Linked DNA regions of Mus musculus: region 1 is linked to region 2. Evidence: chromatin contacts called from public promoter capture Hi-C data. All regions are on one chromosome and are shown on one strand. The core of a region is the stretch at or near the end of the contact, and the rest is flanking DNA. Distances in the headings are between cores, read along the strand shown.

Region 1 (2,700 bases), core at 134-2,633, about 13 Mb after region 2:
ACAGTTTGGGAGTGGAGCTGGGTTGTGGATTTTCTCTAGGGACCTCTGGAGAAAAGCCAGTGGGGTTTGTTTGTTTGACTTTGTTTTGTGATAGGGTCTCACTATGTAGCCGTGGTTGGTCTGGAACTCTTTGTAGACTATACTGGTCTCAAACTTAAGAGATTTAGCTGGTCAGAGAAGGAACATACCTTTAATCCCAGCATTCTTGAGGCAGAGGCAGGTAGAGTTCCACTAAAGCCAGGGCTAAACTGAGAGGCCAGGTCTCAAAAACAAACCACCCAAACCAAACAAAAAACAAATAAACAAAAGCCTGCCTCTGCCTGAGTACTGGGATTAAAGGTGTGGGTCATCTGGCCCTGCTCAGGCCCTTGAAAAGCTTCAAGTTTTTTCCTTTGCTGTGATTCAAGTTAGTTTTTTGGTACTGCTATGGTATCTCAACGTCTGGGCTGGGAGAGGGGTTTTAACTGAGAATTAACAAACCATTAACATCGTATACATAGTATACATAGTAACAAATTGTAGTGTTCGTGTGTTTTTCCAATACTGAATATGTAAGTCAGTCCCACTTGTTCTTTAACAATGTAACTTTGGTGGATACAAATTTACTGCCCAGACTCTGTTCGCATTCAGGCTTCTCAAAGTTGTAGCTACCCTGAAAGACAGAATAAGAGAGACAGCTGGTGGCTGTCCACCACCTCTTACCTTGTCCCTAACACGCCTTTCAATACGACCCTTGCTTAGATAGAAGGCGTACTTAGCATGCAACTGATGCCTAACATCTAGTTGGAAGCCACCAACATAACACGGAGTGGCCGGGTCAGCCTCCGCGGGCTTGTCTCTCAGCAAGCTTTCAGGCTTAGGCATACAGGGTCGTGATGCAGGGTCAGTCTGCGCCACCAAGTCTAGTCTATGTGGCCGGCGCACAGCTCACGGCCCATCCATCCTCCGCTTGCATCTGCGATACGCCTGCCCCGCTAGGGAATACCACCCCCTGAATGGAAAGCCGAGGAAGAATTTTGCTAGTCTTCCAGGTCTGGGTTCAGCCGTTAGGACCTGGAGAGGGGGAAGAGATTGTGTGCCTAGGCGGAGAGGTAGGGGGCGAGAGACTGGCGACCAGGTACATGTGCGCATGCACCAGCCGACTCCCGCCCGCTGCCCATAGGGCCCTGCGGCATGCTGGCAGCCAGGACTGGTGATGTGGTGCGCGTGCGCAGGCCTGCCGCAGGGCGTGTCCGACACGAGGCCCGGCGGGGAGCGCGGGGCGTATGGGCGGGTGGGTGGGCACGCGCTGCGCCCCGCCCCACTGACGCGCCCGGCCCGCGTCCCCCGCCTCCGGCGCCGGGACCCGGGTTGGCCGCCACGGAGTCCCCGCCCCTCCCCCGCGCCTCCCGGCCGGAACCGATCGCGGCTGGTTTGAGCTGGTGCGTCTCCATGACGACGTGCTCGGCGTATAAGTAGCGGCGCGTCGCACCGTCGGGCTTTGTCAGTCCCTGCAGCCGCCACCGCCGGCCGCCCTCAGCCAGCAGCTCGGCGCCACCTCCGGTCGGCGTCTGCGGCGGGCTCGACGAGGCGGCTGACGGGGCGGCGGCGGCGGGCGGACGGACGGACGGACGGGCGCTCCTCGGGGTTTGGCGGCGGCGCCTCCATGGGTCAGGCCAGCCGGGCCACCGTGCTGTGAGGTGAGCGGGACGCGGGAGGGATGTGCGGCCACGTGTCGCGAGGCCCGGACTGCGGCCGCCGGCAGGGGACACGTGGCCCGGGACCGGTGACCTTGCGAGCCGCCGCCCTGAAGGCAGCTGCTCCTGGACCTCGGCTGCAAGCCCTCGGATCCCCCCATGGGAGCCCTCTTCGCGTCAGCCGGACTCAGCGCTCCACTTGCCCGGGTGATGATGGAGGGCAAGCCCGCGGCAGGTGCAGGGGAGCGCGGCCGCGAGCAGCGGTCCTGCAGTTAGTTTCCTGCTGCTTTCTTTAGTTTCACTACGTGTACAGAGCAGAGGCGATGACCCGGAGTGGAAGTTGGTAGACCAAATTTAGTCTGGGAGTCACTGCTAATGAATACCCACCAGCTGTGACTTGGAATTAGAACTCCTTGAATGACTTAGTGGTTTAGGGGAAAACGGGTTCCCGGCTGTCCCGGAAACCCTACTCAGAATCCTCAATAACTGGAAAAAGTGTGGGGGGCAGAGCCTGTCAGGAATGTCTGGGAGAGGACAAAGAATGTAGTGGTTTGTTTTATTCAAACCTAAGATCGGGCAGACTTTGACTGATTGGAATTCTTTTCTGTTTTAATTGGCTTATATCTTCCAGAGTTACCTTCTTGTGCTAATTGTCTGACACGATTTAGCTACTTCCCATACCAAAATGTGTTAGTAACATTTTTCTTTCAGATCTTATCTATTATATTATTTAGGCAAAGCTACAGAAAGGCAAAACAGTATCTCAAAGCTTTTCGTGTTTAAACCGGAAGGTTGCCTGGAAAATACTTAAGACCTAAAATTACAAAGTTACTGCCAAAGCCCATTCATCAGTTGTAAATGATATACAACGAGTTGGCTGGCTCTCTTCTCTAGTCTTAACTTAGGAGAGGTTTAGGCAGCTAACGGAAGTTGACATTGCCAAAAGTCTCGTTAAATTAAGGCTTAACATGTTTAACCATGCATGGATTTGGATTTATGGCAGGCTCTTCCCCGTGGGCCTCTC
Region 2 (2,700 bases), core at 132-2,631:
CTTGAACTCAGAAATCTGCCTGCCTCTGCCTCCAGAGTGCTGGGATTAAAGGCGTGCGCCACCACGCCCAGCCTTTAAAACTACTTTTTAAATGAGGTAGTCGGATCACTAGTTTGCTCGATCTAGGGATAATGAGGTGGGTGGTAAGTGAAAGAAAGTAGGATTGTCACCCAGAAAACTGCCTTTGTACAAACAGCTTGCTTTAGGGAGCCTATAAATAAGTCTGCTACCTTGTGTACCAATTGGTAACTGTGTTCAGATAATTAATTCTCTAAACCCTCCCACGTATTTCTATACTTCATATTTATATGTTTCTATCAGAATGAGCAAAAACATGGCCACAGTATTAAGTCTTCACATAGGCCCACGGCTTTGTTTTCAGGGTAGACCTCTTCTCAGTATACCAAAAAAGCCTATGTAAGCTTGGACCTTCGACAGGTTTATGTTCCTAAAATCCTCTGTAGCATCATAGAAGGAGCCAGCTTTGGGAGTATATCCCATCAGTTTCGCAGCGATAAGGCTTCAGCATTCCTTTTGTGTTAAGCTATGTAAGTCTGTCACTTGCACTAGTATTTTACTGCAGCCTTCAGTCTTACCTGGTACAGAATGAGGGTGCACATTTGAAAGCATGCTCTTTCCTGATGGGAAGTGAAAGGGTGTGCTGTTTTAGATACTCAAAACATTAGGGCTAGGCAGGATGGAGAATAACAGGGTTAAGGCCTTTCTTCAGGCTGATAATCTTTTCCTTAGTACAAACGCCGGTGAAAACCTCCACGGAGCAGATTCTGCCTTTCTCTGCAAACAGCCCCCAACGTCTGCTGCTGGTTCTTGATAGAGTCTACCCGGCAACTTATATTCAAGTGGCTAATATGTGGGGGCTAACAGGAGCGCGGGCAAAATCGTCTTGGAGCTGCCCTAGTGAAGGAGGACCTCCGAGCAAACTCGGAAGTGGCCTCTCTTCCCATGTCCTGTAAAGCTGGTCTAAGGAAATAAAAAGATGCATGTGACGGGTTGTGTGCTCTGTTTGCGTGGACAGGGGCCGCGGGAACCGGGTGAGGGAGTTCGACGGTCAGGTGAAGCGCGACCTGAGGCCCAGGGCCCCGGGATCGGCCTTCCGAGCAAAGTTCAGATTGGGACCTCTGTTGGAAGCGCTGGCGAGCCGGGTTCCTCTCCGAGACCTGGGCGCGCTAAATCGCAGGCTCTGGGTCTGATCTCTCTCATGGACCCCGCCCCTCGCTCCTTAAGCCACACCCCCTCAAGCGGAACACCTCCCTTCCCTTGGCATTCGCCCCGCCCCTTCCGGTCCGCAATCCGGAAGCGTTCTGGAGCTTGCTAGTTCGCTTTCCGGCTTGAGAATGCGTTCTCTGTAGTGTGACTTGGAGCATCTTTTCTAGGAAGTAAACGCGTCCTAATTTGAGACGCGGACTTTCCGGCATTGCTGTAAAAGCTTCCGGCGCTACCTGGCTGTAAATACTCTGTATCTGACGCCGTGTCGCCCACGAAGGCGATCAGGTTTAGAAATATCCAGAGGGATCTTACGGTAACCTACATCAGCCCGCCAAGATGGCGATGCAAGCGGCTAAGAGGGCGAATGTGAGTACCCCGCTTTCTGCGTGACAGGGAAGCGATGTTGTTGCTTGACTGTTGCTGCGTGCCTGGGGAGCGTTTTTTGTCCCTCCGCCCATAGTTGGGGAAGCTTGTTATCAGTTCTGTCAAAGGAGGTTCTGTCCTGGGCTCGTCCTCAGGGGTGTGTTCTTTGAGCGACTTTTCGCCCCACCCCTATTGAGAGCCCCCTGGCATCAGTGACCTCGTAACGCCTAGGACCAGGCGTTAGGCTCTTCTGAGTCCAAAAAGACATACGGAGTAACTATTTGGTTCCTTGCCAGCTGGAGCCTGGGATTTTTCTCGAATGTAGAACTTTGGGAATCCTCTATTAATATTATGTAAGCACCTGCTTTGTCTCTTGTCTTACAAACGGGAAGCAATTCATCAGTTGGGTTTATTCAACACTACTGTGTAAAGGACTAGTCGGGCTTATGTTCTACTGTTGTCAGTGAGTGTTACCAAAACCTTTAAGGAAAAAAAAAAACATCTTTCAGGAAATTAAGAAGTGGTTAAAACTTAGAATCACACCAAAACAAAGACACATAATTGACCATTGGATATCCTGATGAAGATTTTGGGCAACCGCGATTATGTGAATCATTTCAGTGAATGAAAACTTAGTTCCTGTAAAATAAAAAGATGGTAGGAGTTAGGACAAAACTGTAGAGCTGATTCTATGATTTTTCTTATTAATAGAGAAATTGAATTGTTTTAAAGATACCTACAGTGCTTTTTATAGACCAACGAGAGTGAGCCAACATAATGGTAGAGACCTGATATGTAAGATTCCAGAGTAAAACTGGAATGTGGCTCAGTGATTGCCTAGTGGGCGTGAGTCTGGATTTGACTCCCAGCACCTCAAACCATGACAACCAAAAATAAGTAAAGAGGGGAGTGGTTGGTACACCAATAGAAGAAAAAAATGGTTGGATGGACATAGATGGATAAAGTTTACAATAGGAATATATAGTTACCATTTGATCATATCTGTTTTCTTCAAGAAGTGTGGAGCCCCGGGTCATATCCTATGTTGGCTGAGAAGAGTATAGAGCCTTTTCAAATTTTACAGGGGATGATGATGGTGAAGTTTTAGGA

Evidence for each region. Promoter capture Hi-C pulls out the DNA fragments that hold promoters and counts their contacts.
Region 1: a promoter capture Hi-C map of pre-B cells shows a contact between it and region 2. The contact joins the promoter of Odc1 here to the promoter of Sf3b6 in region 2.

Annotation. Positions count from the first base shown.
Region 1 is chr12:17,543,490-17,546,189 of GRCm38.p6, forward strand. Odc1 (ornithine decarboxylase, structural 1) reads left to right here and starts at 1,384. Exons shown (of 12, transcript NM_013614.2): 1 at 1,384-1,679. It overlaps Gm22748 (a small nucleolar RNA gene), which reads left to right and starts at 2,657; the gene lies at 2,657-2,700.
Region 2 is chr12:4,816,227-4,818,926 of GRCm38.p6, forward strand. Sf3b6 (splicing factor 3B, subunit 6) reads left to right here and starts at 1,382. Exons shown (of 4, transcript NM_025323.2): 1 at 1,382-1,593. The coding sequence starts at 1,564. It also overlaps the pseudogene Gm20348.